Linked DNA regions of Delphinus delphis: region 1 is linked to region 2. Evidence: chromatin contacts called from public Hi-C data. All regions are on one chromosome and are shown on one strand. Each heading gives the region's core, a stretch centred on a gene start, on an enhancer-like site or on the middle of the called end of the contact. The rest is flanking DNA. Distances are from core to core; before and after follow the strand shown.

Region 1 (5,313 bases), core at 791-3,290, 190 kb before region 2:
GAAAATTGCTTCAGTTTCTCTCTTCACTTTATGTGAAGCCTGAAGGTTTTAAAGTCATCCCTTAATAACCTAGACAAATAACTAATTTGGATCCTCCAGAGACATGACATATGTGGCTTTTTGGACACAGACGTATGAATTTCATACAATGCCTATGTGCGATCGTACAAACGACAGCATACTTCTGTATGCATAACATGGTTGACGAAATAGCTGAAATATACAGCCTTATGGTATCTGTGAAGCAGCTTTATTTTTCCGGGTGAAAAAAGCTCATCAGAAAGAAAAAAAAATTTCCTTTAGGATTATTCCCTAACCAGCCAATGTCCAGTTATGGGAGAAGCAGGGTAACCCATCAGCACATTCACTGAAATAATACAGGCCTTAAAATATATACTCCAATATTGGGTTACCACTTTATACACACTTAAAAGGTCCTGAATTTAATTCAGTATGTGACTCAACTTCCTTTAAAACCATCTGCCCCTCCCGAAGTCCCCACCTCTTTCAGTGGAGCCACGACCCCACCCATCGATATAAACTGAAAAACTTTATCCTCCATGCTGGTAAATTCCTTTCTGTCAGAGGGGATTTTGTACGTGGAAAGATAGTCACCACTAACTGTAAGTCATTTAATGTCCAACTGACTAATCTTATACATTTATCGATTAGCATTCTTTTAACCATTAAATAGTCAACATTTCCCTTATTAATCACATGCTGCTTAAACAACAAATGAGTCAATATTTAGGAATTTACCCCCAAAATTTCCCCAATTATGAAAAGAGATTACAAATAACCCTTGTAAGAATTAAAATCTCAAGTCTGATACAGAAGCTTTCTTAAAAGTTCTAAAAGGATCCACAAAATATAACTATATATATATATATCTTTACATCTAAACTGGTTGCAAAATGTGAATATCACAGATTTAACGCGTCTGTATTTTACAACATGCTCATTCTCACACCTTCTCAGCGCTCCAGTTTTAACATACCGTTCTAGGGTTTCAATAACTCACCCAGTAAAGTTTTTACACCTCCCTAGGTTTAAGGATCTTATCATGCCCTCGCCCCCTCCAAAAGAGAACGCAATTTCTGATCGGCAGACTGAAGGTCCAGAGTTGTGAACCCGTGGGTTTGGCCTGGGGACGCGGGACTTGGCTCTGTAGTCTGTCAACTCACACCCGACCTCCTGGCGTCAGGTTCCTCCCTTTTCATTCTCAAGGTACGTATCTTACATCAGGTGTTGGATAAAAGTGCTGCTTCTATTGCTATTATTGGGCCATTTTGTTGTGATCGAGCGAAAAACAGGTATTTCTTTAAGGTCATGAAATCATATTGATTTCTCCAATGTAATAGCTTGTATAGTATTTTACTCTCCCTTTCTAAGGTGATTTTGTCAACTACTAACAGTCTCCTAAATTGACACTTCATATAGTCAGTTACAAACTGGCGATTTTGATTTCGAAACACTTCTTGTGCAGGCCTCTGCTCTACCCCCCTCCTCGCCCCTAGCCCAGGTCCCACTGCGGCTGATCGCGGCCCCCCACCCAACCCCGAGAGGCTCCCCGGGCCGGGCAGCGAGGACGCCCTTCTCGCGAGCCCGCTCTGCCCGACCGGAGCCCCTCCAGGGCGGCAGCCGCGTCAGTCATCTCCGGGCCTCCAGCCGGGAACACAGGGTCAGACACCGCTGGCCGAATCACTGAGCGAGTGGGAATAACAGAAGAGCGACTTTCCTCCCCGCCACGCCCTCCTCCACCTGGGGACCAAGGTCCGGTTTCCTCTCAAGAGTAAGACCGGAGACGCAAGTCCCTCCCACACTCGTTCGCGCGCAGGAGGCGGGGTCGCGCGGCAGGAAGCTGGCGCAGAGAGCGCGACTCTCCAGGTCCCGCGCCCGAGGCCCTCTAGATTTTCCCTCCCGGCGCGCGCCGCTTACGTCACAGCCTCGCCTCTTCCCTCCTCTCACCCGCCCCCTCCACCCGCCTCCAGGTGACCCGGAAGTTGTATTTGCGACCCTGCTTTCCTTCTCCCACAATCCCTCCCGGCCTTCCTTTCTAACCCCGGACGAGCAAGGTGAGTATGTGCGCTCGGTGCCGGCTGCAGGAATCCGGCGGCATCCTCGCCCCGGATTGTGTCGACTAGGACAGCGGGCTCTCTCTTGACCCGGCACGGGGCCCCGCGTTCCGACGGCACGGGAATCTGCCCTGCATTTAAGGGCTCCCGGAGACTGGGAGAGAGAGTGGCCAACCTTAGGAGAACCCGGGCCGCAGGGGTTTCCGGGGCGGGGGCACCTAAGGGGCGCGGATGCTTGGGCTGCGCGGGGTGGCCGGCTTGGCTTTGTCCAGACCTGGGGCTTCAGGGGCCTCGCCGGACCCGCTCCGAGGGCGGCTGCGTGAGGCCGGGCCGGGAGGGAGGACTTGGCTTGGGTTTGTCCCACTCGCTCTGAGCCTCGTTGTTGCCTGGGCTTAGATGGCTCCCGCAAAGAAGGGCGGCGAGAAGAAGAAGGGCCGGTCCGCCATCAACGAGGTGGTGACCAGAGAATACACCATCAACATTCACAAGCGCATCCACGGAGTGTGAGTACCCCTGCGGTCGTCTATGCCTTGCTGATGGGGGCTCCCGAGATGGCGGTCTGGTTGTCCCTGGGGTCAGTCTAGTCGTCTGGATGCTGTGTGGTCTAGAAATTACGCATTTCTTCAAAAGCTCGTCTGTATTCCGTGGACCCTGTTTAAGGCTTACAGGGGTTAAAGCGTAATGCTCAGAGGTTAATACCTAGACAGATTAGGTTTCTGGGAGAGCCAACTTGGAGAAATACGGTAACGATAAAATCATTTCACTCTGTTTCGCAGTTACACCTTGGCAGGCCTGAAGGATGAAAGATGTGTATATGAGGGGAAGCAAGCTTTTTCGATGTGTCTAGGCCTTAGTAAAGGTAACCAGTTAGCTAAAGCTGTGCCCGGCCCAGAATACGAACACTCCGATGGGCTTCCTTTAGTTCGCTGACCTCCACAGTTGCGTAGTAACATCGGTAAAGCTGTAATGCCGCCAGTGCAGCTGCTGGAGGGACCGGAAAAGAGTGTATCGGTGGGGTTATAGGGCCGTGTTTGTGCCGGCGACACTTGGAGGTTGTGGATTAGTGAGGTGCAAGCATATTGGGAACGATTTGGAACGTGCTGGTTCTTGGTTTTCGTCCCTGGGGTTTGGTGGTTCCCTGTTCTCAAGCTTAGCGAGGCTTCCCGTTTTTTCTGCACATGGTGCTTACTAGTGATGATGGAGACCAAACCTCTTCTTGAATACTGTTACTTGGGGTATTTTTGATAGCATGTGTTGCACTGCAGAATACTGTATTCGGGCACCAGTCCGTGGAGCAGAATTGCCTGCGCTTGCTCGGGCAGTCTCGTATCTGGACAGCCCGTTTTGTGAGGGAGCTCAGTGTGCAGCAGCGTCCGCGTTGGGCCTGGCGTTTCCGGCCAGGCGTTGACCGTGTGCGAGCCAAGGAGTGTCGTGTACGTGGGGTCTCGAGGCTTTTGGGGCAAAAGTCCCGTGCCTTTTTTGTGCATAGATGCTGCTGGTAACCACGTTCTCTTCCCCTCACCCCTTAATTTGAGGGGCGTGCGTATATTCGTTTGGGGAGCATATTAGGCACTTACTGTGTCTTGGGCTCTGTGTATTCAACAGGGAACCAGAGAGCCTGCCTTCCTAGTTTACTTAGTAGGGGAAGTTAGACAAGCATCCAGATACAAAGCGGTGAAAAGTTGCAGGTGGAAAGTAAGTCACAAGGTGAAAGGGGTGGTGTTTTAAAGGCCACACAGTTAGCGGACATTAGAAGAGTGGGTGTGAGGCATTGTGGGTGGGCAGGTTTTTCAGGCATTCTGTGCTTTGTCATAAGAGCCCTAAGTGAAGACCTCACGGAACTAAAACCTTCGGTCATACTTGATGGGCAGCAATTCATTCTTCGCTTTACTTCCAAAGATCCCACAGTGGTGGTTTTTGTGCTTCCGCAGCTGCTGCCCCTCCCCAGTCTAGTCTGTTGTTACTCACAGCCCGTCCTCTTAGCGTTGAGTCCAGGGCTCAGCCCCTCTCTACCTATGCTTGGTAACAGCGGCTAGCTTTAGGGTCTCGCGTATCCAGCTGCTGTTAACCTGTATACTTGGGTGTTTAAATGGGTATCTCAAAAATTTTACATGGCCCCACACCAAACTCCTAGCGTCCATCTCCACCCCCGACCTTCCCATTTCCCTGTGGCCTTCGCGGCAAGTGAGTGTGTCTTCTTGGCTTGGCCTTCCCCAGGCTGATGGCACTGGTCCCACCAGTGTTCTCTTGATGGTTGCAGTCAGCGGCTCCAGCTCCTGGCTCCCTCTTCCAGCCCCAGACACCCGGGCTGTTCTCAAGGCCCCCATTGGCTTCCCATCTTAACTCAGATGAGAAGCCAAAGTTCTTGCTATGATTCCACATGGGTTGGCCACTTTCTTTCCTAATCAAAGCAGGCAAGTACCTGATTCAAGCTCACAGTTTGGGTTTAGTTTTACCTTTTTTCCCTGCCGTAATGCTTTTTCTATTAGGTAGATAAATAGTTGCCCTTATCATCTTTGGGTCTGGACTTCAGTGTCTCAGTGGCCATCTTACTTGAAACCTGCAGCCCCCTTCCTTCCCTAATGCTCCCTCTTTTCCCTGGTCTGTTTTTCTCTGTGGCGCTTGATACCATCTGACATACTCCATGTGTCAACTACGAAAGCTACGTGGGAAACAGGCTTTTGTCTGTTAAACCTACTGCTGTTATCTCTAGTGCCTTTTATTTCTAGGTGGTTAAATATTTAAGTGAACGAAGCGACCTTGCTTGATGGATTCAAGGAGGCTGGTGAGGGGTAGAGCAAAGGGAGCAAGGGGGACATGGTAATTGACATGGCTCCTGTGACAGTCACAGTCCTGGGGCGGGGGAGGACAGCCTTTAAGCTTCGGTCTCTGCCCCCCTTGGAATAACCTTTGCTTATCCAAATGCTTGACCATTTCAGCCGGTAGTAAACTTTGGCTTTTTCACGTTTTGTATTTAACTGAAAGCATGAAATTCAAAGGAAGTTACGTATCCTCATCTAAACAACAGGTTAATGGTGCCTAACACATGCCGAGAGATCCGGAGCGTTAACTGTTGCCCTCATCGTGTTTCTTGAGAGGGAATTGGTACATTTCAGGCCCCTGCTCTTTAAGCATAGACCAAGTTAATAATGAACCGTTAAATCCCATGTCTTAAGATGTGGCAAATAATTTAATAATATTGTGACCCGAGGACACGGTATTTACTTCTGTGTTCTTT
Region 2 (5,280 bases), core at 1,207-3,706:
ACACACGTGGTCTCAGGACTTAATGAAGGTCAGGTTCTTGATGTCTCATGTAGAAAGAATTCAGTGAGACACAAAGTGATAGGTAAGAAGTGGATTAATTTAGAGAGGAACACACTCTACAGATCTGTGGGCCATCTCAGAAGGCAAGAGCAGCCCCACCCCCGCCTGGGGGGGGGTGTCGGTTTTTATAGGGGTGGGTAATTTCATAGGCTAATGAGTGGGAGGAGTATTCCAGCTATTTTGGGGAAGGGGTGGGGATTTCCAGAAATTGGGCACCGCCCACTTTTTGACGTCATGGTCGGCCTTGGACGGTATGTATGACTGGATACATGCCCGGGAGAGCTTTGGGTCTCTACTGGTGGAATGGTGTCTCCTCAAAACTCATGTCCATCTCAGAATGTGACCTTATTTGGAAATGGGGTTTTTGCAGATGCAGTTAGTTAAGATGAGGACATACTAGATTAGGGTGGGCCCTAAACCCAATGACTGGTGTCCCCATAAGAAAGCCACATGAAGCACAGACACACGGGAAAGAAGGCCACATGACTGCAGAGGCAGAGATAGGAATGGTGCAGCATAAGCCAAGGGACGCCAGAGACCGCTGGGCATCACGGGAAGCTAGGAGGAGACAAGGAAGGATTCTTCCCCAGAGCCTTCAGAGGGAGCCTGGCTCTGCTGACACTCTTATTTTGGACTTTTAGCCTCCAGAACTGTGAGAGGACAGATTTCTGTTTGTGGTTATTTGTTACCAGGGCCTGAGAGTTGTTTTCGGGGAACACGTAGGAAACCCTGTATTACCATTGTTAAATAACGAAAAGTCAACTGTGTAAATTTTAAAGATTTAATTGGTTTTATTGAGCAGTTCATGAGTCGGGCAGCATCCCATCTAGCAAGTAGAGAGGAGCTCCCAAGGGCTACAGAAAAGAAAAGGTTTTCAAAGGCAAGACAAAGAAGTCTAAGCAAGGAAGATTTATTTCAGGCATAGGTATCCTACTTATGGGGGATGGAAGAAGTCTTTGTGACAGGTTACTTCATTTTCCTTTGGGGCATGGTGACCGATTAGCTCATTGGTGCTGACCAGAAAATTCCTGGTTAAGACTACATTTCTGGGGGAGGGTGAAGCTTCAGTTAGATTAGTAGTGTGACCTAGCATAAGTGACTCCATCTGGGGCCTCTGGTTTTCTTTTTAACACCAACCTAATTTTGAAAATGCTCTTACAGAAAGAAAAATATTTAGTTTTTTGGGGTGGTGGGGCACATAATGTTCACATATTTTGAAACAACTTAAAAAAAAACCACAGCAAAACCTATGCGGGTAAGCTCATTGCTGTAACAGACATCCCAAACACAATAAAGTTTATTTACTATAGTAAATAAATAAAATGAGAGTACTTTCAAGATAATTCGAATCAGTTTCCCAGGAGTCCAAGCGTTACCAAGTTATATCTGCTGCTGTTAGTTAACTGGCAGGACCCTTCTACAGGGATATCTAATAGTCGAGTGAAGAAGCCTTCAGAATATGCATGCCCCTTGACCCAGCAGTTTCTCTTCCTTCAATTATACTTTAGAATTAAGGTGGCGCGCAACTAGATAATTCTCGAGCTACTAGCATGAGTTAGCGCAGACTGTATCTCCCAAACTTGCCTGCTGGGAATCGCTGGTGGAATCCCTGTAGGGTTTTGTAGGTCTAAGGGAGGAACTGGGGAAGTCTGGAACACACCCCTCGGTGATTCCCAACCCAGAGTACACACTAGGCACCTGGGCAGGTGTTTTTGCTTTCTGTTTGTTAATACCTGGCCACCAGGACCAGGCACTAGCATTTTTGAAGGCTCTTGGGGAACTTCCAATGCACAGCTAAGGCCCAGAATCAGCACCCTTGGGCAGGCTTTGGTAAAAAGTTGTACAACAATTTTGTAAACGAATGTTTATTGGAAACATTTTACGAAAATCTTGTTAAAGTAACCGTGTACAAAAGCTCGTGTGCGTATGATTCCATTTCCTCAAATAGGAGTGTAAGACTGGAAATTAACTTTGGTAATGAGAAATGTGTGATCTTCATAGCTATTAGCACTTAAAAAGGTTTCACCATGAACAGCCAGGTGTGTTATATTAAGAAAACTTTTCAGATTTTTTTTTTTTTTTTTGCTGCATTGGGTCTTCGTTGTCGCGCTTGGGCTCAATAGTTGTGGCTCGCGGGCTCTAGAGCGCAGGCTCAGTGGTTGTGGCACGTGGGCTTAGCTGATCCACAGCATAAGGTATCTTCTCGGACCAGGGCGCGAACCCATGTCCCCTGCCTTGGCAGGCAGATTCCTAACCACTGTGTCACTAGGGAAGCCCGCAACTTTTCAGATTATAAGATGCATTTTTCCAGACAATAACGTCACCCAAATTTCTTGGGACCTTCTTTGCCTGGTACAACCCTCGGGGTGCCTCTGGGGGCGGACGTTGCTCGCCCATGCGCAGACTGCACCACAGCGTGGTGCTGTGGCACCGCGAGACTTCCGCAGCTCCCCCACAGGCCCCACCCCCATTTCCGGCTTTTCGCTCCGCCCACTCGGCGTCTCGGGATCCTCTCCCTGGCCCGGCTCCAGCAGCCTCGCTCTGGGTCCGCGCCACACTCTCCTCTGCGGGCGGCTGGCTTCCCGGCGGGTTTTGTTTGCGACGCTGTCGTGCCACAGCGCGCTTTACGGCCGCGGGGACGGAGCGAGCCGGTGCCAGGGCCTTTCCGGCCCGGAAACAGGACTGGCGAGCGAGGTTGATGCCCGGCGGCGGGGCGAGCGCGGCGTGTGGCCGTTTTCTTACCGCCGCGGAGCAAAGGAGGGCCCGGGAAGCGGCGGGGTCGGTGTCTAGGAGCGGGCCAGGAGGCTCCGGCTCCGGCGGCGGCAGAGGCGGAGCGGGTGGCCCCGGGCCGGGTTGTGGAGGCCCGGGGGGCCCCGCGTGCAGGATGAGCCTGACCCCGAAGGAGCTTTCGAGCCTGCTGAGCATCATCTCGGAGGAGGCGGGCGGCGGCAGCACCTTCGAGGGCCTGTCCACCGCCTTCCACCACTACTTCAGCAAGGCCGATCACTTCCGCCTGGGCTCTGTGCTCGTCATGCTGCTGCAGCAGCCGGACCTTCTGCCCAGCGCGGCGCAGCGCCTCACGGCGCTCTACCTGCTCTGGGAGATGTACCGCACCGAGCCGCTCGCCGCCAACCCCTTCGCCGCCAGCTTCGCGCACCTGCTTAACCCCGCGCCGCCCGCCCGCGGCGGCCAGGAGCCCGACCGGCCGCCGCTCTCAGGTAAGCCCGGGTCCTCCCGCCGGGAGCCCGCTGTGCGGCGCGGAGGGTGAGATCCGGCAGCTGCTGGGCCTTCACCCACACGTGAAATGGACTGTGTCCTTTTGAAATCCCTTCCGCACTCCCTCCACCGAGTAGGGACAAGTGGCAGCTTCACGGCACCGAAAATTACTCCTCCCAACAGTACGGGCCGTGAAACCGTGCCGCTTAGTGTTGGGCTTGACGCTTTAGTGCATCATGATGCAGTTCGTGCTCGTCACGCGCGTCTGAGGTGTGTGCAGTTGTAAGTAATGACACACAGGATCTGCCCTCCTACACCCCGGCTTTAAGTCTCAGGAGTCACCGAGAAGTCGTTCAGAACCCGAATACGTTGTTGAGCGGAAATGCACGTTCAGCAGCGTTTCAGGACTTTACAGCCGCCTTCTTGCTGTTAGGTGTCCTTGGTTAACGCGATGGGGGCAGAGGCTAGAAAGTGGTCTCAATTCACGGCCTAGACTGGAAGACGCAAGACTGCTGCACATTATGTAAAATGCATGCTCGTGCACCTTTAGTGAGAGCACTGGGTTGGATGCGAGGCCTCTTTTGCTATTTCTGTTTGTTTGTTTGGCTTATAAACAGAAATTTATTTCTCATCGTTCTGGAGGCTGGGAAGTCCAAGGTCAAGGCCCCAGCAGACTGGGCGTCTGGTGAAGGCCTGCTTCCTGGTTCACAGACAGCTGTCTTCACACTGTGTCCTCACATGGTGAAAGGGATGAGGGATCCCTCTGGGGTCTCTCTTCCCAGGGCACTAATCGCAGGGCTGTGATTGGGGGTTAGGATCAACACTTTAACATTCAGCCTACAGCCCAGGCTTAGCACGGTAATGGCACAATAAAGGATGATTATTTGAACCTGAATTCAACTGAAATTCAAGTAGAGCAAAACCCAAAACCATATACTTACTCTGTAGTTTTAAAAAAACTGTTCACTGTCATCTCCTCTACTAGAGGGAATTAAAGCTGGCCTGATAAGTTGCCTGACGGGACCACTAATTGTCTAAATTGGGAATCGACTATATTCTATCCAGTTTAACCCTCTCTGTTAACACGGGGAAACAGAGGTCCAGAGAGTTCGAGAAACTTGCCCAGAGACAGACAACTACTTTTGGGCTGGGCCAAGTGTAAGACCGGGGTTCCTTTCATTAACACCAACATCTTTTCATTTATGTGGCCTTTCACAGTTTACCAAGCACCTCTCAGCCCCATGACCTCACTTATTGTACTATATCCATGAGCGTACAGAGGTGGCTTTTGGGAGATTTTTTTGCATCCTCAGACCAGTGTTGCAATAGCTTATTCTATACTGACCCTTAAATTAAAAAAAAATATATGTACACACACATGTAAATGTGTGTGTACATATATATGGACATATGGAAGACACAGCACCACATCTCCCTGTGTCACCCCATGCGGGCCACACCCTGGCAGTCACAAAGCACAAAGAGAAAATGGTCTTCGGTTTGGGAATTCCTGAGTTGCCACTGATGCTTCAATACTAAAGGGCTTAGAAGTGTTTACACTTTCAAGAGGAGTAGGAACGTTTTAGGCTTCCCTTTAATGAGTCTCATTTTGAGACAGGATGGCAAGGTTGGCCAGCCGCTCTTCATGCAGTTTTTGTAGTAAGTCTTTCAAAGAATGAATGGTGAAGCCAATTCATTTCTCCTCCTGGAATTTGTCCTCTTCTTTTTCTTTGTTGTGAGGTTATATATTAAAGGTATGGGCATACAGACATTACAAAAGATAAGGGCTGTCACGTGAGGGAGGAAGTCAGACAACAAATGCAAAGAAACCTGTGGAAATTAAAAATCTGAACTCACAGGCAGCGAGGGAGGCGACACGGTCTTTTCACAGAGCCGTACACATGATGCAACTGTCCTCAAAAGCAGGAATGGAAAAAACTAGCCATTCAGCTGCAGAGCGAAGCTGGGGTCTTGGCTTTAGCGCTTTTTATGTCTTCAGCATTC

Evidence for each region. Hi-C and Micro-C count contacts between places; a contact is called where the count stands out from the background.
Region 1: a Hi-C map of lung shows a contact between it and region 2, with 4 times the contacts expected there. The contact joins the promoter of RPL31 here to the promoter of CNOT11 in region 2. A contact is called at or near these places in 2 of 3 Hi-C or Micro-C datasets (lung and muscle).

Annotation. Positions count from the first base shown.
Region 1 is chr12:7,198,661-7,203,973 of mDelDel1.2, reverse strand. It overlaps RPL31 (ribosomal protein L31), which reads left to right and starts at 2,040. Exons shown (of 5, transcript XM_060027270.1): 1 at 2,040-2,075; 2 at 2,472-2,578. The coding sequence starts at 2,472.
Region 2 is chr12:7,010,647-7,015,926 of mDelDel1.2, reverse strand. CNOT11 (CCR4-NOT transcription complex subunit 11) reads left to right here and starts at 2,456. Exons shown (of 7, transcript XM_060027263.2): 1 at 2,456-3,278. The coding sequence starts at 2,456. It also overlaps the pseudogene LOC132435561.